Regions from separate parts of the Mus musculus genome. Here regions 2, 3, 4, 5, 6 and 7 are each linked to region 1. Evidence: chromatin contacts called from public HiChIP or PLAC-seq and promoter capture Hi-C data. All regions are on one chromosome and are shown on one strand. Each heading gives the region's core, a stretch centred on a gene start, on an enhancer-like site or on the middle of the called end of the contact. The rest is flanking DNA. Distances are from core to core; before and after follow the strand shown. Region 1 holds the start of Stat1 (signal transducer and activator of transcription 1). Region 2 holds the start of 1700019D03Rik (RIKEN cDNA 1700019D03 gene). Region 3 holds the start of 9330175M20Rik (RIKEN cDNA 9330175M20 gene). Region 4 holds the start of Hibch (3-hydroxyisobutyryl-Coenzyme A hydrolase). Region 5 holds the start of Inpp1 (inositol polyphosphate-1-phosphatase). Region 6 overlaps Inpp1 (inositol polyphosphate-1-phosphatase). Region 7 has its middle 19 kb from the start of Nabp1.

Region 1 (2,961 bases), core at 121-2,620:
GATAATAAGGAAATGTCTACACTACAAAGCAAGCCGCCATTTCAAATACCATTGGAAAGGACTCCAGCCCACCACTGTGGCATGTCTGTAAACCTGAGACTGGCAAGACAGTCCTTAAACACCTGGCTCAGAGTCTGGAGTTGGCTCTTTCCTGTTTTCATGCCTCCAACAAACATTCTATCCTCCCGGTCTAGCCCGTTCTGCACAGACCACATTGTTTCCAACAATCTAGCAGAATTCCGTATAGATGGTACTTCTTCCTAAAACTGTCTATCCCTCCCACACATAACTTTCTTTGGCCTGTACCAGGCTGCCATTTGCACGGTTTTTAGCGCATGAACTTTCCACAGGAAGCTTGCTGTCTGCACGCATCAGAGCCTCTGAGGGGATATATTTTGCTATCAGCGTCCTCTGGACCCTACAGCGCCGGGCATATAGCCTAAGTGTTACTGAGCACAGAACCGTTTGTTCCGCTGAAACCTTGTATGTATCAGAAGGCGTAGGAAAGCAAAAGGCAAACCCCATGATGAACCTACAAGTCTGAGTCCTCATTGATCAATCAGGGCTCAAGTCATTCCTGCCAGATAAAAGCAATCTTCACCCATCCATTCACCTATCCCTAAACTTTTAGGTAGTGTTCGGGAGTATTTTAGATAGTGATTATACCATTAGTGGTTCTGCGGAACCTAAATACCACCTTTAAGTTTCAGAAAACCGGTAAGGGCTGATACATACTGAGATTCCAAATGCTTCCGTTCCCACGTAGACTTACTGGGCTGTCTCCGGGTGCAGGTTCGGGATTCAACACAAGCAATCACCACACACAGCAAGTTATATGCCAGTTGCATGCGCGGCGGCGTGGCGCCGGCTCAGGGTATGGAGCAGAGCTGAAACGACTGCAAAAAGAAGAAAATGTTACAGTGGTGGAAAGGGGCTGGAGGCAAGGCGAGCAAAGGTTAAGCGGGAAGGTGCAGTGTCTTCCGGGAGAAATGTCTATTGCACAAGTCATTTTACCCTAGAAGTGAGAACGGCAGGATAAGAGAGCCAAGCAGCGCCAAGAGTTGGGCAAGCGATCCGGCTCCTGGCGTTCTCTCTGCGGGATGACAGGTCACCTGTGGGCAGCAGACCCCAGGTCCGAGGAGAGGGCGCCCCACTTCCACCCGCACCCGCACCCGGATCCGCACCTGGCTCTCACTCACTCACTGCACGCAGGAGCTCGAGTCTGGGCAAATCTCTCTGCGCCGCTCAGCAGTGTCCCAAGTGGGTCTGAGGGGCGCGGTCCCGGAGGTCTCCAGGGAGCTTTGACAGACTCGGCGCTGAAAACCGAAAGTACCGGGCAGGAAAAAAGGCTAGAGGGCGTCCCGCCTCCTTCCGCCTCAGCCAATCAGCGGCAGAGATTGGCCGGCTGTTCCATCAGCGCACCGTCCCCCCCCCCTCGGCTGCTTGGCCTTCCTGGTCCGCGCGCTCCCTACCCGGCGTGCGAAACTTGGGGCGCCGCTGTGCGGTGCAAACCGCAGACAGGGGGTTGTGTTTACAAGGTTGGAAACTATAGGCTTGCGCAAGCTCAGTCTTGGAGATCCTGCATTAAGTAGGCGCATCACTGCGGGATTCAGAATTGGGGACTAGAGATTAACCTTCACGCTACTAAAGCCAGGGAGCTTAATTTACCAATTTGAAAACATTCAATACTTGCCTTTAACTCAGCAGCTACAGAGAACTTGCTCTTGCAGAGGACAGGGCTTGGATTTGCAGTGCCTGCGTAATGGTTCCCAACTCCAGTTCCAGGAGTCTAGTGCCCTCTTCGGACCTCCACTGACGTCAACCAAGCCTGCAAGAAGTACACATACACGCAAGCAAAACAAAAATGTCATGAAATAAAATAAATAATTCTAACTAATATGTTTAAGAAAAATAAAGCTTTACACAATTGACACCTCCATTACCGAAACTTTTGTCCCGCTTAGCCATCATGATGACAGGACCTCTTTGCTTCTTCCTTTCTCGCAGGACATCCCTCTGTCCCCCATCTCCATTATTAAACTACTAAACCAGAATGTGAGTCTCTTATCTACCCTTCTCCCGTTGTGCCTTTGATGACTGTCCCTGTAACTTCCATGTCCTGGAGCACTCCTAGATGTATACACACCCACTGCTTTCTTCCAAGTGTCACAGTTACCCTGTCCTTGGATATCTACTGAGTCTGTAAACCAACTGTACTCAAAACACAGGTTCCTCCTCATACCCCGTCTTAGTCTGGAACGGATGAGGGCCAAGCCATAGACGTTGCCCATTTAGTCCCGGACACTTGGTCCTCGAGCCTCGGTTGGTCTAGCTCCTGTTTCTACCTCTTCCACCACCCCGTCCTCTTACCTGGATCATTGCTGTGGCTTTTCTGGTGACTGCTTGACTTTGGCTTTTCACTCCCTTTTAATTTATCTGCCATACACTCATTTGGGTGATTTTTTTTTAAATCTAATTGCAATGCTGATCATGTCATGCCAATCTAAAAATTTCATGATGGCTTTTCTTGCTTGGTCTTAGACAATTCAAATTTCTCAATATATTCTCTAAAGCCATGTTCCCCTATCACTTTCTTTAATCTCAGCTTGTGCTACTCTGTTTTCATTGCTTAGTACAGCATTTTTATTCTTTGAATAAGCAAAACTCTTTCCCCAAACTCAATCTTCTCACCAGCAGTGTTCTCTTTGAAAAGTCCTCTAAGCCAACATCTGTATTCTCAAATTCTTTGAGGAGTCACTAACTCATGTTAAAATCTAGGATCAATTGGGTGCTGATGGCAGACAGCATTAATCCCAGTACTAAGCAGGCAGAGGTAAGCTGATTCCTGTAAGTTCGAGGCCAGCCTAGTCTAAAGAGTGAGTTCCAGGACAGCCAGGGCTACACTGAGAAACCCTGTCTTGAAAAACCCAAAATCAACCAACCAACCAAAGAACAAACAAA
Region 2 (2,961 bases), core at 230-2,729, 830 kb before region 1:
TGAATGCATGCTCCATTTAGATATAATCAACTTTGTACACTGCAATAGTTGCTTATCAAACAAATCAATTTAATATTCATATTCTGTTTGTCTGGTGCCATTAATCACACTAAATGAAAAAATTGATATGTTTGAGGCACAATATTTTCAGGTCAAAGTTACCTTAGCTGATTTGCACAGAACTAAACTAAAATGCTGGATTCACTTAAAGCTGAGCTAGGTCTGGAGGGACTTCTTAGATCCTTTGCTCTCTGAGTTAATTTTTTACTGAAATGGACCTCCAAAAGGCCCTGTTTATGTTAGCCTATAGGCTTCAGGCTTTTCTTTAGGAGTGGGGAGAGAGGAAAGTGCTGAAGTGTGTGTGTGTGTGTGTGTGTGTGTGTGTGTGCCCTTGGGTAGCATCTTCAACTGCTCTGGACCTAATTTACTTGAGTCAGGGTCCTTCATGAAACCTGAAGGTTGCCCCTTTGGCTGTGGGTTCTCAGGAATCCACTCATCTCTGCATCCCCGCCCCCCCCTCCCCCCAATCCTAAGGCTGGGCTCAGCCTAAGCATCTGCATCTGTAAAGCAAGGAACTGAGAGAGTTCTGCTGAGGTCCCTTGGGGCATGAATTTTGCATTGACAATCCATTGTAGGACAGGATGGAATAATGGTTCTTTTGTCATTCTCTTGGGGCGGTTACTGACGATGGGAATCACACAGACAGATGCAGGCATCTCATGGAATGAGGTCTAACTGAATAATGGCTATGTTTTGAGGCGCTTGTTTCCTTAAAGGGTAAGAATATGATCTTTCTTGATGTTTTGTTTTGAGAAACAAGCGTTTCGATATTTGGGTACTCGGGGATAGAAAAGTGCAATACTGGACGCATTTTTAAATTTAGAAGTGCTTGGTGCACTTCCGAGTGCACTGGGGCAAAGTACTTAGGTCTGGTGGTGTCTTAGGGTAGAGCTGCGAGGCGTGGCGTTGGGATCAAAACAGGTTTGACTGCTAAACTGGCACTGGAGCAGCGCAGCCTTCAGGGGAGGGCCCCGGGGCAGGTGACAGGAGATCACCTGCGGGGCTGGCGCCACGCTGCAGCACCGGACGAGCCGCGCCTGCTCCCACGTGGACAGAGATCAGGTGATGTCTCAGTCCAGGTGGCTCTGGGGATGTGGGGCAGGAGAGGGAGATACAAGCTCACTTAGCTTTCATACTTGGTGGTCTGGATCTTGCTGGGGAGGTGGAGCCGTGTGTGAATAGGTTGCCGGGTGGGAGTGCGAGCTGTGGCCCAGCACTTCGGATCCCTTTGGTTGTGCTTGGAACCCAATGCTGTTGGGCAGGGGTAGCCCCTGGCGGTGCCAACACTGAGGGTTGTGCTCCGTAGCCGCGGGTCCCTTGGCTCCACTTTCAGGGAGCGAGCCGCGAACTCGTGAGCAGTTCTGGGAGGAGGGGGGTGGATTAGGAGGGGTGCAGGGGGAGGAGCCGGGACCACTGCCGAAGGACGTCCGCCCTACTCCAGGGGAGACGTTGTCTCTGCTGCCCGGCCATGCCGCACCTTTTCAGGCTTCGGCTCCCTTCCTGAGGCCCCGCCCTGGGGGGCAGCACCCACCCTGGGAGCCCGGGCTGCGGCCAGGGGCATGAGAACAGCCAAGCGCCCGCGCCTCCTCGGCCGAGGCCGCGCAGACTTGCGATGGCGGTGCAGCTGGCCCGCTGCAGTGTAGGGTAAGTGAACATCTGGAAGGTGGGTGTCCTGCTCCGATGCTGTGACCTTTTGACTTTCCAACCCAGGAAAGCCGGAGTTGCAGTAGTTAATTTTATCTAACATTTCACAGCCAGCTGTCCTGGACACAACCTCACATCCTAGGTTCCTTAATTGAGCCTTTAGCTCCATCTTCTGATCTTGTTCCGAGCCCACAAACTAAAGTATTTCATTGCTCATTGCAAGATGCAGGTTCATCCTCCTCCCCACCTGAAGAATGAATGGAGGTTTTCCGGTAAGGACACTACATGCACAAGTCAAGCTGTCAGGCTTGTGCTGAGTGGCACATGATTAGCAGAGTGTCTGTACTCTTGGAAGCTGTGGGAGGCTGAATCCTGAGGGGAAATGATGCAAATGAAAGAGAAATGAAAGAATAGACAGTGGGAGCCCAGCTACCAGAGAAAGCTCCAGACGCAGTCCAGTCGTTTCTCTTCTATTGCTGTTTTGACCCCTCCCCCATCTTTTACTGAAGGTAACAAAACAACATAAACTAGTGGGTAAACTGTCCACCTCTTTTTAAAGATCCGTCACTGCCCGTATATATGAGATGGAGATTTTTGGCAAAATTTCAGGGGGATAATATAGCTAAGCACGAGTCAAGAAAATCCGTTTTTCCTTTGAAAGGGGTTTTATTTCCTGACACAGCTATCTTGTATGTATGGATGGGAAATGGTATTAAGTATAGCAGAAAGGTTCTGGGAAAAATAGTAACTTCATATTTACTCTTTTCTTTCTTTTTTTCTTTTTGCTGTGTAAGAAAAATAACTGTAGGTACATTATGAGATAATAAGGGTACTTTAAACTGTGGTCTGCCCTCAGGCAATTTCAGTATGCTGTCCACACAGCACTGCTGCCAGAAGCCAGGTTCTGATTGGCCACTTCAGTGTGAGGAACTCAGTGTTTGGAGTTATATCCTGCTCCTGTCAGAAAAGCCGTGTTTACACTGAGCTGACTTCTGCTTGTGTCTCCTCAGTCCTGCCCCAGCCAACAACCTTTCAACTTCCAAGATTACATTCAGGATGTCTACTTCTCTTTGAAAAGAAAGTCTAAAACTTTAAATTTGGAGCTCACTCCCTAAAAAAAAGTAAAGAAAAGAAAAAGAAAGAAAGCAGAGAAGACAGTAGAGAAAGGAAAGATGTGTGGTGATAGAGTTTCTGTCTGCTTTAGCTGGCTGCTGTAAGGATGAAACTGTTAACCCACACAGTGCATACAGGTGCTCG
Region 3 (2,961 bases), core at 215-2,714, 790 kb after region 1:
CCCATCAGTTTATCTGGACTCATGACTGCCACAGCTTGTAGAGACCTGCAGCATGCAGCTTGTCTCTGCCTTACCACTTCTCTCCCAGAGGAACAAAGCAAAACCAAGACATTTTGCTTAAAGGCCATTGTTGTCTAATGGTGGGCATGGTGGTGTGAGTGACATAAAAAGCTCTCTAAATAAGTAAAAATTCGAAAGCCTTTTTATAAAATGTTCTATTACACAATGACTACGTGCTAACTTGGAGAAAATGAAATTGTAGGCAATTAAAAAAATAAAAACAAATGAACAAACGAACGAGCAAACAAAAACAACCCACAAGTCATGTTGAAGAAGGAAGATGTGCTAAGTAAGGGCTCCTTTATTCCCGGAGAGTTTGGTATCCCGAGGCCTGTGGTGACAGTAACAGAAAGTCTAAAGTGGTAAGATTGAGCACACACTATAAAATGGGGAGGGTTTTATAGTGGCTAGATTTTATTTGCTTATAAAGCCTCTATCCTTTCTGCCTCTTAAGAACACTTGTTGCCACGTTAGAGCATCCAGACATAATGTAAGGTAAACCCCGAGGAAAACATGCAAAACGCTGCTCAGAGGGTTCTGAAAGCCTACGGTTCCTTTTCTCACTTAATGCAACTGGGGCTTTGCTTTCCCTGAACAAGACAAGTGCCTGTGGTTTTCCTCCCTAAGATCTGCAGGAGGAGGCTGTTTTTAGCTGAGAGCTGCTGCTTTGCCTATCACTGAAGTGCTGGTTGTAGGATGCCTGGGAGAGAAGGCATCTGGAGAGGAGGAAGGCGGAAGCAAAATGCGTGTAGGGAGCTCAGGGCTAACAAGGCAATGTGCTAGGGATGTACTCCTGAAGCAAGGGCAGCTTGGAGGCAGGCAGATGGGGGGGGGGCGCTTTGGCAGTCTTTAGCCTCTTAGGTTCTTTCATTTGTTTGTTATTCTAGGGAGCTCTGATTTATTTGTATCATTTTACTGATATTGGGAGGTTAAAAATATGTTTCCGTGTGTATAGCAATTAACAGCAGGCTCTGCACAGTGGAATATTCCAGGATTTAGGAGACTGCTAGACTTTTATTGGTTCCAGCCAGCAGATGGCGGTAGTGTACCATAAAAGAGCACACAGGGTTCGCCCAGTGAAGCCGGGAGGTTCAGTTTTGTTTTGCTTTGTTATTTAAGCTCGACAATACCCATCTATATATCCTGTGGGCGCACAGTGTTTGAGCCTCGTCTAATCTTAAACTTGTTTTATGATGATATCATTATTTTTTACTGCTACAAATTAACTGTCGGTTTCAATCTACCCCATATTTCAGCTGCCTTGGGGGGATCATCTTGTCAGTTGTGTGGCTTTCCAATTTTATGACTGAGATCAAGAGTGATTCCTTAAAGGCACATGGGAAACAATGAAATGTGGGGCAGTGACTGTGAGCTCCGTTTGGTGGCCACTCCCGGAGGTGATCAGGAACGGTACAGAAGGACAAGCACGCCACGAAGCCCACAGCTCCGTCTGAAAAGTGACTGCCTTGACATTTACCCAGGCTCAGCCACTCGTTTAGGTATGGTCCTGACTTACTATCAATGGAGTAAAGCGGGGCTGCATGAATCCCAACATTATCTTATAGCGTTATATTCAAACACAGGAGAAAGTAGAGATTCTAGGGCACGAATATCTTTGATGATACACAGGAAGTTGTCTTCTTTCGCAGGGACAAAAAGCACCCGCATCCAATCACCTATTTACTCTCCCTTGAGTGGGATGCTTTCTGGGAGCCTACTGGGTGTTTGCCCTTGTGTGAAAAGTCCTTGTGAACCTACCGGCAAGAAGCTCTTGATTGCTGCCTAATCTTTTCTTGAAGCGTAAGGGCAAAAGAGATTAGGATCCTCTTGATAGAGTTGGCAGAGCACCATTGATTGATGATAAACTTGAAGGAGAAAGGGGTCATATTCCAGCTTGCCCCAGTCAAAGATTTCCGACAGACAGCAGCCCACTGTTGTAAATCTGTTGCCAGCCAGCACACTGTCCGTGGGTGTGCAGAGGCAGGGACAAAGCCCAGAGGCTGTGAAAAGACCCGGCTGCTCCTGAAATGCTGGGTGAACAGAGTAAGTGTGGGTTCAAGCTCCCTCCAAAGTCATCTGTTCTCTGCATAAGGGCTACTTTGGCTTTTTAAGCAATCTGTGACTCACTCGTCTCCTGCCACCCCACCTCCTAAACGTTCAGTCCCTATGCAATTGTTCTTAACCCTGTGTCTCTAAGTAAACCTAGAATTACTGGAGAATTTTCTTTTAAATAAGAATGCTTTAACCCCAGCTTCTAGAACTAGATGGTCCTTATTAGAATAAATAAGAATGGCTACCCTACAGCATGCCCAATATGAGTTAGGTCTCTTCCTAATGTGTGTGTGTGCGTGTGTGTATAGATCTCTTTATGTCTTTTTTTTTTTCAGATGTCTTTCTCAATTACTTCACCTTATTTTTTGAAACAGGCCTCTCACTGACTCTAGGACTCATTCTTTTGACTAAACTAGCTGGCCAGAAATCCCTAGGACTGCATCTGCCTCCCCAGTACTGGGATTACTAATGGATGCTGCTGCTGGACCCTACTGTTTCACATGGGTGCTGGAGAATCTGAATTCAGCTCCTTATACTTATTTGGCAGGTACATACTTTCTTGACTGGGCCATCTCTCCAGCCCCAATTTTAATTTTTATGGCACTCATTCAACACGAATGTATTGCTTGTACTCTTTCTATATGACCCGAAGCTTAAAGGTTGATGGCTTTTCCTACTAAAGGCCAAATTGGAAACAAAAGGAGGATGTTTGTGCCCCTCCCTCTTTGTGGTACTCTGACTTTAAAGACAATGTTTGCTGTAACACTGCTCTGTGGTCCTGGACAGGTGGGACAGAGAAAGGCAGAAACTGTAAGATTTATGCAGACAGACTGGCGTATCTGCAAACGT
Region 4 (2,961 bases), core at 331-2,830, 730 kb before region 1:
CAGATCAGTACTGTCCAATTTGGTCCTGGCACTTTACATGTTGAAATGTGGAGTGAAATAGGGACAAGCTGAACCACAGTAATGACAGAATCTTTCTAGATGAAGTTAACTTTGTTAATATACATGCCTCTAAATTATTGTTCCCAAATAATTTAGAATTTGCCATCATCAAGAAGCAACAACAATGATTATGTGAGCAGATGCTATTATTCACCACAAAAGAAAAAAGAGAAGCAAGGCAACTTCTACATGTAACAAAAATACCTGAGTATCGTTGGTGCTTTCTGCTAAAAAGGCACTATTCTTTTTAAGATGTTTTGTTTTGTTCTGTTTTTTGAGACAGGACTTCTCTGTGTAGCCTTGGCTATCCTGGAACTCACTCTATAGACCAGGCTGGCCTTGAACTTAGAAATCCCTGCCTCTATCTCCCAAGTACTGGGATTCAAGGCGTGCGCCACCATGCGCGGCTTAAGATGTGTTTTTAACTATGTATATATGTATGCCCATGTAAGTACAAGTGTCCAATGGATCCAGAAGAAACTATCAGATTCCTTGGAGACGGAGTTAAAGGTAGTTATGAGCCACACGGGAAGCAGAACTTTGTCCTCTTAGCCAGTCCTTTAAGAGCAGTATAGGCTCTTAAAACCGCGGAACCATCTCCCTAACTCCACTGGTAACTACTCATTTAGAACTAAGAAACATTCTATGCCTTTGCAGGAACCTTCCACAACAGACTGTAAGGCATAAGAAACGTGCAGACGGAACAAGGGTGCGTTCCACGTCTGAGATGCTCCTAGACTGCACAGATGTCTAACAGCACACATTTCATCGCCCAAAAGTACTTCAGTGAAGAGTTCCACAGGGGGGAAATTGAAGTTTTTGCGTATGGTACTGGGGAAAAGGAATTACACTAGCCAAAGCTCCTAAAATGGGTGCTACCACATTTCCTTCTGCCAAGGTCCGATTGCAGTGAGAGACACTCTTAGAAAGTTAATATCTGCACTGCTCCGGTCAAGCCACGCTAAATGGTCACAACATTATTCTGTGAGTTCCAATTGCCTGCGCTGCTACTACTGCTAGCTGAAATAATCAAGTTCCTTACCCGGAGCCCAGGTACACAACCTGTCATTTCTGTGTGACTTAAGAAAATACCCTACACAGTAAATCAGGTGGCACGTCCCCACACAGCGCCCAGTTCCAAGAAAGAAAATAAATAGGAGACAAACGGAGGGGGGAGAAAGTTGTGGGACGTCAAGGCCTAACAGATGCTAGAGGACGGAAAATGAAGGTGCTGTTGCAAGAAAAAGAGCAAAGTCAGAGGACGCATGTCGTTGCGATCGCCGCTGAGGTCGCCGCGGGGCAGCAAAGCAGAGGCTGCCATACAAAGGCGACTAGATCTGCGAGACCTGCGGGGACACTTGTGAGCCTTTTCCCCCAAGCCGGCCCTTAGCTCTGCCTTGCTCACCAACTCACCTCGACAGGAGCCGCCACGCATATGGCTGCCCCATGGCCTAAAAACCCAAGAGCAGAAGAAGCAGAGTGTAGTGGTTCCACCGGCTCTGGTAGTTAGACCCGCCCACAGCCCCGCCCACAGCCGATGAGAGCAGAGGAGAGCCGGGGTCACTGATGACAAGTCCTCCGGTGGGCCAGAGCGGCCCAACGCCTACACTTCCGCTGCGCTACGCTCACGGGCCCGGCCGGGCGGGGCGGGGCGGGGCAAAACAGGAGCAGTTAGGAAACCAGCAAGAGCAGTGGGCAGGGCCACACTAGACAGGGCCAGGCCGGGTAAAGGTGGGGCGGGTCCTGGCTAGGGGCGTTAACTAGTGAGGGGAGGAGGAAGAGGAGGAGCCAAGACGAAAGCTGAGAGGTGAGTAACCAAAGCAAAGAGAAAAGTAGAAAAACTTATTTATAATAGCCAGAAGCTGGAAAGAAGCCAGATGTCCTTCAACAGAGGAATGGAGATAGAAAATGTAGTACATTTACACAATGGAGTACTACTCCGCCATTAAAAACAATGACTTCATGAAATTCTTAGGCAAATGGATGGAACTAGAAAGTATCAATCCTGAGTAAGGTGACCCAATCACAAAAGAACACACAGTATGGATATGAGCCCAAAGGCTCGGCAAGATACAATTCACCGACCACAAGAAGCTCAAGAAGAAGGAAGACCAAAGTGTGGGTGCTTTGGTCCTTCTTAGAAGAGGAAATAAAATACCCACAGGAGGAAATACAGAGGCAAGTGTGGAGCAGAGACTGAAGGCAAGGCCATCCAGAGAATGCCCCACCTGGGGATCCATTCCATATATAGTCACCAAACCCAGAGACTTTTTATTGTAGGTGCCAACAAGTGCTTGCTGACAGGCGCCTGATACAGCTATCTCCAGAGAGGCTCTGTCAGAGCCTGACAAAGAGGTGGATGCTCACAGTCAACTATTGGACTGAGCACAGGGTCTCCAATGGAGGAGTTAAAGAAAGGAATGAAGGAGCTGAATTGGTTTGCAACTCCATAGGACAAACAACAATATCAACCAACCAGAACCCCCAGAGCTCCCAGGGACTAAACCACCAACCAAAGAGTACACATGGAGGGACCCATGGCTCCAGGTGCATATGTAGCAGATGATGGCCTTGTCAGGCATCAATGGGAGGAGAGGCCCTTGGTCCTGTGAAGGCTGGATGCCCCAGTGTAGGGGAATGCCAGGATGGGGAAGCCAGAGAGGGGGGTTGGTTGGTTGGGGGAGCATTGTCACAGAAGCAGGGGGAAGGGGGAGGGGATAGGAGGTTTCCATAGGAGAAGGAAAGGAAGAGAGGGGATAACATTTGAAATGTAAATAAAGAAAATATCTAATAAGAAATTTCAAAAACCTTTAAATATAATTTTTTTACTACCACATTTAATGTAAAAAGATTGCATTGCCTTTTCTTTGTAATATTGAGAAACAATAAATACGGTAGTGG
Region 5 (2,961 bases), core at 128-2,627, 700 kb before region 1:
CTAAGTGTGAGTGGCAAAGTTGACAGTGAGGAGGAGGAAATGTGCCTTGATCACCAGCAGTTTGCTCCAAGTGTTAATAGAGATCAGAGCAAGCAAGTGATCCAGTGAGATACGTATTGTAGGGTGGTCTCTGCACCTGCAGAGAAATGGGCTAGAGTCATAGCTCCTACTCTAGCCCCTCCCCAGTTCTGCTCCTAGATACAAATCTACTCCCATTTCCTTATGGTAAATGTCACATTTATATTATTCCTTGATTTTGCTGTCATGGATATGATTTCATAATTAATATCAGCTGTAACACCAAGAATGGACTTAAGAGAATGGAACTAAAGGACAATATGAGGATCTAGGCATGGTAGCACCCATCTGTACTCCCAGCACCCAGAAGGCAGAAGCAGGAGGATAGCGAATTTGAGGCCAGCAAGGGTTATAAAGTGAGACTCTTACCAAAAACAAAACAAAACAAAGTAAAAGTGAGAAAGAAGGCTGAATCCACTGAACCTGTGAGTGAATGGAAGGCGGATGGGGAATGGAAGTGGGTGAGGTGCCATCGCAGTACTGCGCATAAATAAATGGGAGCTTGGGGAGAGGTTGATGAGAAAGCCTGCAGGCTAGAATTGTTGAAGTGCTTCCCAGTTCCAGCCACAGAATAAATCACAGGGAAGCCGGATAAATCTTACCAGGACAGAAGGGCCCAGAGCACTCACAGAGACTCTGAGCCCCTTCTATCCCAAAGTTGAATGTTGCCCTTTTTAAAATTCTTACCCTTGCTGCCCTTTGTCCATCACCACCCATTTCTATTTCCACCTACCACTCCCAACTATATCTTTAAGTCACACTGAGCATTAGTTTAAAAGGGTTGCAGCAAGAGATGAGTTTCCCACCCAACATGTGCTTCTTGCCTGGCTGGGCCTTGACCCACAACTAATAAGGTCCAGAAGACACTGCTTTGACTAAACAAACATGTAGGAACCTAGACGCTTCTATTAGAACAGGGGGACTCATTCTAGCAGGAAGTCCAACTTCACAGCTTCAAACCATCTGTCAAACCCATAACACCAAGGGTTCAAATGAATGGAGGAGGAATATTCTCAAAGACTTTTTGGGTGCTTCTGAAGAAACAATGCACACCAAGAACTGTGGTTGAGGCAACCCTGACCTTTCTGGCCCTCTCAAGCAAATTGACAAAGCTTCACTTGTGACGTCGCGGAGGCCAGACTCAGGCTGGCTGGCGTGGGATGCCCTCGCCCGCCCCAGAAGCAAGAGGCCACCCGCCCCGGGGGAAAGAGGCGGGGCCGGGACCTGGCAGAAACTGGGCTGCACTGCTGGAGCCAAGAGAGGCAGGGCGCCTCCCCGCCTTCGCTGCGGTGACCTCCGGTGTTTTCCTGGCGGCTTGCCCTCCGGCTGTGCCCGCCACAGGAGGATTGCGCCAGGTCCCAGCGCGACCACCTCCAGGCGTTGGCACTCCCTTCCTCCTCTCTCGCCCCTCCTCCGCCTCTTCCGTTTCTCTGGGAAAGGCTGTATCCTCCTTGGGGCTCTGCATCCTCGCTTAGGTAATCCGCTTTCCTGCTTTCGCCACCCCTCCCCGGTGTCCAGCGTCTCCACCTCCGCGCATTTGGGTCCCCGCGAGCCTCGCGCGCTCCATCGCCTCTGCAGAGGGCAGGTGAGTCGGTCTCCGGCCGAAGGCTACTGGCCTCGGCGCCTGGGCCTGCGAGGTACCGGGTCGCTGCATCGAGGCCTCTCCGGCCTGCCCGTGCCCACCCACACAGAGCCCGAACCCCGAACCGAGAGGCTAAGCTCGCGGATCACGCCGCCCCCTTAGCTCTGCAGAAGCCACCGAAAGAAATCCAATCGCCCGCAGAGTAGCTTCTTCTGCTCGGTTCTTTCCATTCCTACCACTAGCCTCTAGGTTGAATGAGGTGATCTGAGAATGGTCAGAAGCAGAGGCCCAGGTTCCACGGGTAGGTGGCGTAGCTGTCAAGAAGTAGGGGAGCAGTTTGCCTGAGAGATGCTTCTAACGTGGATCCACGTTGACTGTCTCTAGAGACCCATTGGATGGGTGTAGACTAAACAGTCCGGGGGTATATTTTTTCTACATTTTGAAGTATGGTTTTGTGAGACATGTCTAGGCAGTGGGTGTGGACAGCATAGAAGGGTGTCATCTAAATTATCTAACCTGGCTTTGGTAAAAATCATATGGACTGTCAGACATGAGGTGTGAAAGAAAAATCTAGGGAATACACGTTAACAAGCGCGGTGTGTACTTTGGAGATTTCTGTCCTTAAAACTAGGACCGGAACACGTGGAAGTTTGCCCACTGTGTGAGGGTGTTCGCGTCAAAAGGACTGCGGCTTGAGGCCGTGCGGACAGGACTCTTAATATATATGTATCCCATGCAGAATGAATCTTTCTGTTTTGTTTTGTTTTGCTTTGCTTTTTTGGCTCCTTGCCCTTAATTCCCAGTTTTAATCAGATGGTAAGACTTAGGTCCACCCACCTGGTAACAATCTAAGGAAGAAAACAACCCCAGGGACTACTTTTGGCTGATGGACTAGCAAGATGACCTCAGTCAGGCATCTGAAAGTACAGAATGAAAGGGAAAATACAGGCAACGGGAAAGCCGATTTTAACCCCTGCACGTGCCTGTTTGCTGTTTTCTTAAGAACTTACATTTAAAGGACTTTTATAATACTTTTGCAGTTAATTCTTAGCAATGAAGAAGACTGTGTAAGACACATAAAGTTACACTTCAGTTTTTGAATAGACTAAGAACTCTTCTTTGCAAGTTTTTGAACTAAGCCACCACTTGCACCTTAGACTCTCACTCTGTAGTGTGAAGTTCATTATTGCACATTTAGATTATACTTGTACTTGGAGTAATTGGAGAAAAAATTCTAATTTATTTTTAGACACAGAAGGCCAATAAAAATACAAGCAATAAAGGTAAATCGTTATATAGGT
Region 6 (2,961 bases), core at 282-2,781, 680 kb before region 1:
TTCTATATTATCTAGTAGATCTGACAACGTGAGAGCGAACCTGCCCCAAAAGCAAAACAAAACATGTTTATTTAACATCTTTGCTACTTTAAATAATTTTAATCTACCTTGTATGAAGATATTTTAACTCTTATTTTCTTACCAGAGATTAGGGAAAGACTTAAGGTTACTGACTGAGGAAAGAGGGCCCTGGGTGGGATTTGGTACAGTTATGACAGCAGCTCCCTGGAAGCCTGTGTGTTTCCAGTGTCAGGGAGTTAGCACCTGTCTACTACTGCCTTCCAGAGACGACCACTGGCAGTAAAGCAACTGCAGTTGTGACAAGGGACATCTCTCCGTGTTGGTCATCTTTCCTTTATTTCTGTTGAGGAACATATTTCCTCAGGAAGAAAAAAAAATTGTTTTTTGAACAGACTTAAGACAAGCAGGCTCTAACAGTTTGCCACACCCCCACATCAGTGTTTTCACAGCTGAGTGGTTCCCAGCCTCAAGCTTCTTTTCATAGAGGAAACTGTTGTGATAATAAAGAAACCTGATGTGGGGTGTGTGGGGGCAGTTCTGAGCCCCATGTTTTAGTCTTGTGTAACCTTTTTTAGAAGTTGCTCAACCCTCTAAGCTTCCGTTTCCAAACTGTATGTCACACAGGGCAGGGTAATCTCACGACAGAGGAAGCAGAACGACTCAGGCTTTGAACAGGAAGAGGACCACAGAAGCATTTTGAGGCAGCACCAGTAGATAGGAGCCAGGTGTGGTGCACACACCTTTAGCCCTAGCATTTGGGAGGCAGACGCAGACGAATCTTTTGAGTTCCAGGCTACCCTGGTCTACAGAATGAGTTCCAGGACAGCCAGGTCTAGAAAGAAAGAAAGAAAGAGAGAGAGAGAGAGAGAGGGAGAGAGAGAGAGAGAGAAGAAATAAAGAATAGAAATAATGATGTAGGCATACTACATGGTTCTTAGAAGACAGAACTTCTCAAGTCCAACAAGGTGTAAGTCCCCTTGCTTTGGTGTGTAGGCTGCTACTTGGTGGCAGATGGAATATGTCCCTGGAATGTTTGAGTGGAGTTGGCTGTGAGCTGCTTTATAGTGCTTGCCCAAGACCGGCCTCAGAGTCTGGAAGACACAATGCCTGCTGCTCATCCACTTAGCACATGGATCTGGCAGCATGATTGTCATCCCTCACCATTCTCACAGAGAAGAGAATTACGTCAATGTAATTGAGATAAAGCTGTGTCATGATTAAGGACCTTGTAGCAATCTGCCTTTCCTCGGACGTCGTGACACTCTGTCTTGCTATGGCCCTGTAACATAAATTCTAATTCAAGGCTTTTTCTTTTTCTTTCACTGAACATTCAGTTTCTTTAAGAGTGTAATTGGTTTACAAGACTTTTGAGAAATACGTTTGTTTCAATCTTTAGATTGTAACTGCAGTCTTGCACGCTGAAAATGTGCGGTGACTCACTAGCAGGTCAGCTTCCCTGACAGGTTGCTGCCAGCTATGTGTTAGTGGGAGAGACGCCCTGACATCATCCCTGAACTGCTTTCTCTTTCATATTCTTGTGTTCTTGCAGCTGTGAGCCAGAGGGTGGGTGAGGCTGAGAAAGAAGCAGGCTTTAGAAATGTCAGACATCCTCCTGGAGCTGCTCTGTGTCTCCGAGAAGGCTGCTAACATCGCCAGGGCGTGCAGGCAGCAGGAGACCCTCTTCCAGCTGCTCATTGAGGAGAAGAAAGGTGCAGAGAAGAACAAGAAGTTTGCTGCAGATTTCAAGACCCTGGCGGATGTGCTGGTGCAGGAAGTTATAAAACAGAACATGGAAAACAAGGTAAGAGGTCAGGCCACGGTGGCTGCAGGACACCTGCCTCCGTGCTTCCTCTGGTTCCCTCAGAATAAACAGCAGGCCTTTTACTGACTCTTATGTTCTCTTAGGTCCAAACAAACACCTTGCAGCCTTGCCTTATTTTTATTACAGTATTAAAATGGTCTTTGCAGGAAATCATTGAAGTATAGAAAAGCAAACAGGATGAGAGTGCTCAGATTCCTAACCTGAGTATATGGTATTGACCCTCTTACTTATTGATGGGTTTCTTGTTAATAAATAATATATGCTCTCTGCACCAGAGCACACTGAGCTACATGCTCCCGAGGGCCACTGACGCTTCCTTCTGTGTGTCCACGCTCTGACCCACTTATTTCAGAGCAGTGTTTGGCTTCTCAGCTAAACCATTTATCTAATGTTTTGCTTTGGTTATGGGCTTGGAATTAGGCGAACTCTCCCTTTATTCTACTATAAAAATATGGTCATGACAAACACTGATTGTGATTCTATGTGTGGAAATGGCTAGAAAAAGCCAGGCTTCTTGAGTCGTAGCAGTAACACCAGCAAGCAGTGCTCACTGAGGCTGCATGGACTTGACTTTGTTACCCCTATAAGAATTCTGTAAGGTTAGAGCCATTGTTCTACTGGGATGAAGCTGTCACAGAGAGCTGGAGTAAGTTGCCTGAATTGACGCTGCCCAGCATGACAGCTTGAGTTCTTCAACATAGGAAATGGTTTCTAAGTCTGTGTCACTGGGCATTCTGTCGTCTTTTATATAACTCGCCCCACCTTCTTTTTTTTTTTTTTAAATTTGGGAGGATGGAACTTTATGATAGAAAATAATATAAAACACTTCAATATCTTTATTGAACTTTTTAAACCTGAGGACTACTGTAGAATTCAGTAAAATCTTGACCACCAGTGTGAGAAGAGAATACATGAATTATACAAAATCTCCATAGACTATATATTTTTTCATGCCCTTTACTACCTGGCTTTGGTGAGCTAAATGAAGGAAGCTTGTTTTCTGTTGTTACCAGTGGAGACCCTTGGATACAAAGGCGGGTTGGGCAACTGGACTGGATATATGTCAACATTTTATGGGTTGATATGTGCCTCTAAACAATAGAACAAGCCCAGGCAAT
Region 7 (2,961 bases), core at 231-2,730, 660 kb after region 1:
CGCACCATGAGGAGTGTGTGTCTGAATTGATCATGGACAGACTTTTTCTTGTATTATTCCCTAGACAATAAAATATAATAACTATTTACATAGCGTTGAGAAGTGTACGAGTTGCCACTGCATCAGAACAATGAATACAAAGTCGAATAAACTGAAAAGGCAATTCTTCCTAAAACAGTAGGAGCAGTAAGGTCAGAAGGCAAGTCAATGTCCCTGAAGTTGGTGTGAGAGGCACAGAAAATCATACCAGAGTGGAAACTCAGGAACAGACAACTCAATGGGAATTAATGCCCAGCTGGAGAAAGCCTGCTCAGGAATCGATGGAAAGCTGGAGGTTCAGCCTAAAGAAATCTTAGATAAAAAACAAGGAGCTCATTCACTGGGATCTCCCAGTCCCTTTTATTAATTCTTAGAGAATTTCTTACAATGTGTTTTGATAATATTTACCTCCATCCCTTGACTAGGTAGACCTTTTAGTAGACTTGTTGTTACTGAATAAAAAGTCTATGCCTGAGGATATCTCCATAGAAACATTGAGAACTGAAAAACTCTGGGAAAAGTGGGGAGAACACATACCCCAAATAGCAGTTCCCTTTTAAGCAGTATAACTATGCATGGTGGGGGTATTAAAATGAAGGTACTGAAAGATCACAGTGTCATTTTGAAGTTTGGGTTGTTTGTAAGTATATTTCAATCTCTGCAGCAGCCACTGGGGTGGGGGATGGAGGTCTGAGATTCACTGATGTGCTAAGAAAGATGAGAAAGTAAGAGAACCTTTGGGCCTCCTGTCTGTATTGGTAAGGTGCTAGTAGTGATGGCTATCACCGTGCTTTTAACAGGGAAATTCAAAGTCAAGCTTTACTAGTTAGCAATAAGGCATTAATGAACACCGGGCAAGCAGAGACTAGCAGAGTAGGAGGTAGAAGGGTGGGTCTTCCTCTAAGATGGAAGTGGAACAGCTGAGGAAGGAATTAGTCCAGAGGAGTCCTCTATCTTTTGAAGGTCCTCACTCTTTCCAAACACAGAAATTTTATTTTGACTCATGTGTATGGGTATTTCTAGTCACGTGTGTGTGAATGCAGCATGCAGATTCTTGGAGCTGGAATCACGGGCAGCCGGTGCTGGGAACAGAGTGTGTGTGCTCTGGAAGGGCAGCAAGCGCTCCTAACCTCTGCGCCACCTCCCCAGCCAACAGCTGCCCTTTCTTAGTCCCGGAGTTGAGTCCAGATCTCCTGGGGGAGTGTGCTGTGGTCTGCTGATGGGCAGAGAAGTTCATTGAGGTGGTTCAGGCTTGGGGCTCAGCAGGTGGGTTCTGGCAGCCTGGAAGGCACCAACTGGGTCTGTGTAAAACACACTGGGAAACTGGCTGAGCTAGACCTGAGGGACCAACCTTTGGAGTGTTGGCAACACTCCCCAGGAGGTGAGCACTATCTTGTGTCTCCTGAGTTCCTTTCCAGTCAAAGAACTAGTGTCCCTCCCTCCAACAGTCTCTCTGCTGCCCTCTACTGGTGAAGCTTTACATCTTACCACCTGGGGAAAAAGTAATAAAAGAAGTAAACTTGTAACTAGTGTTGCGGTCTTGACTTCGACTTGGCTTCAGAAGGACCACACCAGACCAAATAGTTCCACGGGAGGTTTATTGGGCGAGAGAGGGCAAGGTGGCTGCGGGAAGAGGGGGAGGGTAGATGGGGGGGGGGGGCTTTCTTCATATATGGGTGATGACGTAAAGGTGGGAGGTGAGCCAAGTGGATTCTGGGAATATGGTGGTTGTTGCCTTGGTAACAGGTGTTCGAGTCTCGCCTATGTGATGTCAGGGGTTTCGGAGGTCCTAATACCAACAACTAGCATCTCTATTGAAATACTTATATATGCAACAACAAGACGTCTGTGGTTCAAACCAATCATGAAGGTAGAGAAAGAAGCATTCACACAAGCAATGATAAATACTAAAGAGGGACTGTAGAAAGGGCTCAAATATATTCTCCCCTTCCTCTTCATTTTAAGTATAACACCTTAAAATGTGAATTGGCATGTTTCTGGAGGACACCGAAGCTTTATCTAACAATCTAGGGTTGCTTAGAATGTGGGGAGAACTAGAACAACCTCACATGGATCCACTGCTGGGAAGGTGGAGATAGCATCCTGGCTGATTGTGGGACAGAAAGAAAAGTCTTTCTTGGAAAGCCTTAGGCTGACATCAGGAGGCCACACAAGCTTAATCCTTACATTGAAAGGGACTGACAACATAGTTTCCTTAGTGGGTTTAGGTATACCTAGACTATTCTAAGTACTAGTTACGTGTTTGCAGTTACTAGCTATGCTAATGTATTTTCTGACAACGAGCCTACGCTCTGCTGGCAGGGAGCTGAGGTGCCAGGAAGCTGACAACTTTACACTCCCGATGCTCCTGAGTCTACAAGCTAAGAGAGGGGTGAATAACCCAGTGTGCGTCACTGCTGCTGTTGTCATCCTTCACTGACACCAGACTCCAGCTTCTTCAGATTCCAACAAGACTCCAGGAATCTTCTGCAGACCAGATTGGGATATCGAAAGAAAACAGATGTGTGGACTGAGGTGATATCTGCTTCTCAGCCTCTCCGCTCTAAAGATGGACATTTTTTGATTACCTGGTATATATCTTGTGAGCCAATGTAGTGAATCTTTGTTCATAACGTGTATGTATTCTATTGGTTCGTTTCCTTTAGAGAACCCCATACAATGCAAATATTGAATTAAAAAAATAGCTCACTGGAATCCAGCAAATTATTATTGCACTACAAAACTAAAGTAGTTCCATAAGATCAGCCAAGGAGAGGCTGGAAAAGGGATGGTGAAGTTAATTGTAGTGGCTGGGGAAGCAGGGATCAATGGATGCGGGAGGAAGGATGCTGAGTATCTCAAAAGGCATAAGTGGCAAGGATGGAAATGTGACAGGGTCTTTACAAGCATAGGCTCAGCTAT

Evidence for each region. Promoter capture Hi-C pulls out the DNA fragments that hold promoters and counts their contacts. HiChIP or PLAC-seq counts read pairs in DNA pulled down with a chosen protein or histone mark.
Region 2: a promoter capture Hi-C map of pre-B cells shows a contact between it and region 1, with 5 times the contacts expected there. The contact joins the promoter of 1700019D03Rik here to the promoter of Stat1 in region 1. A contact is called at or near these places in 3 of 39 promoter capture datasets (the C10 cell line, cranial neural crest and pre-B cells) and 3 of 115 datasets of contacts at active chromatin or transcription factors (embryonic stem cells, large pre-B cells and microglia).
Region 3: a promoter capture Hi-C map of liver shows a contact between it and region 1, with 4 times the contacts expected there. The contact joins the promoter of 9330175M20Rik here to the promoter of Stat1 in region 1. A contact is called at or near these places in 2 of 39 promoter capture datasets (hippocampal neurons and liver).
Region 4: a promoter capture Hi-C map of pre-B cells shows a contact between it and region 1, with 2.7 times the contacts expected there. The contact joins the promoter of Hibch here to the promoter of Stat1 in region 1. A contact is called at or near these places in 7 of 39 promoter capture datasets (the 3T3-L1 cell line, the C10 cell line, the HPC-7 cell line and 3 more), 4 of 484 Hi-C or Micro-C datasets (the G1E-ER4 cell line, muscle stem cells and pre-B cells), 5 of 115 datasets of contacts at active chromatin or transcription factors (the NIH/3T3 cell line, memory CD8 T cells, pancreatic cancer cells and 2 more) and 1 of 9 other capture datasets (liver).
Region 5: a contact with region 1 is called in a promoter capture Hi-C map of second pharyngeal arch cranial neural crest. The contact joins the promoter of Inpp1 here to the promoter of Stat1 in region 1. A contact is called at or near these places in 12 of 39 promoter capture datasets (the C10 cell line, the HPC-7 cell line, cranial neural crest and 7 more), 2 of 484 Hi-C or Micro-C datasets (B cells and CD4 T cells), 4 of 115 datasets of contacts at active chromatin or transcription factors (large pre-B cells, memory CD8 T cells, pro-B cells and 1 more) and 1 of 9 other capture datasets (liver).
Region 6: a promoter capture Hi-C map of pre-B cells shows a contact between it and region 1, with 4 times the contacts expected there. The contact joins the enhancer-like site here to the promoter of Stat1 in region 1. A contact is called at or near these places in 5 of 39 promoter capture datasets (the C10 cell line, the HPC-7 cell line, liver and 2 more), 1 of 15 datasets of contacts at CTCF or cohesin (large pre-B cells), 1 of 484 Hi-C or Micro-C datasets (CD4 T cells) and 4 of 115 datasets of contacts at active chromatin or transcription factors (effector CD8 T cells, memory CD8 T cells, pro-B cells and 1 more).
Region 7: a contact with region 1 is called in an H3K27ac HiChIP or PLAC-seq map of embryonic stem cells, with 2.6 times the contacts expected there. The contact joins the enhancer-like site here to the promoter of Stat1 in region 1. A contact is called at or near these places in 2 of 39 promoter capture datasets (neutrophils and pre-B cells), 3 of 484 Hi-C or Micro-C datasets (B cells, embryonic stem cells and olfactory sensory neurons), 6 of 115 datasets of contacts at active chromatin or transcription factors (bone marrow-derived dendritic cells, bone marrow-derived macrophages, embryonic stem cells and 3 more) and 1 of 9 other capture datasets (embryonic stem cells).

What each region holds. Positions count from the first base shown.
Region 1 is chr1:52,117,847-52,120,807 of GRCm38.p6, reverse strand. Stat1 (signal transducer and activator of transcription 1) reads right to left here and starts at 1,370. Exons shown (of 25, transcript NM_009283.4): 1 at 1,185-1,370; 2 at 736-896.
Region 2 is chr1:52,951,358-52,954,318 of GRCm38.p6, reverse strand. It overlaps 1700019D03Rik (RIKEN cDNA 1700019D03 gene), which reads left to right and starts at 1,479. Exons shown (of 2, transcript NM_144953.3): 1 at 1,479-1,704.
Region 3 is chr1:51,332,282-51,335,242 of GRCm38.p6, reverse strand. 9330175M20Rik (RIKEN cDNA 9330175M20 gene) reads left to right here and starts at 1,464. Exons shown (of 5, transcript NR_045151.2): 1 at 1,464-1,559.
Region 4 is chr1:52,843,657-52,846,617 of GRCm38.p6, reverse strand. Hibch (3-hydroxyisobutyryl-Coenzyme A hydrolase) reads right to left here and starts at 1,580. Exons shown (of 14, transcript NM_146108.2): 1 at 1,474-1,580. The coding sequence starts at 1,508.
Region 5 is chr1:52,816,104-52,819,064 of GRCm38.p6, reverse strand. It overlaps Inpp1 (inositol polyphosphate-1-phosphatase), which reads left to right and starts at 1,377. Exons shown (of 6, transcript NM_008384.2): 1 at 1,377-1,663.
Region 6 is chr1:52,798,146-52,801,106 of GRCm38.p6, reverse strand. It overlaps Inpp1 (inositol polyphosphate-1-phosphatase), which reads left to right. Exons shown (of 6, transcript NM_008384.2): 2 at 1,571-1,822. The coding sequence starts at 1,619. Among named protein-coding and RNA genes, the nearest start is that of Inpp1, 18 kb to the left of the region's middle. Within about 2 kb of position 1,531, at least 252 of the 459 cell types and tissues checked have an H3K27ac peak or open chromatin away from gene starts, as enhancers often do. A contact at or near this core is called in the HPC-7 cell line, effector CD8 T cells, liver and 5 more, where this site is marked.
Region 7 is chr1:51,457,725-51,460,685 of GRCm38.p6, reverse strand. No RefSeq gene overlaps it. Among named protein-coding and RNA genes, the nearest start is that of Nabp1, 19 kb to the left of the region's middle. Within about 2 kb of position 1,480, at least 16 of the 459 cell types and tissues checked have an H3K27ac peak or open chromatin away from gene starts, as enhancers often do. A contact at or near this core is called in embryonic stem cells, where this site is marked.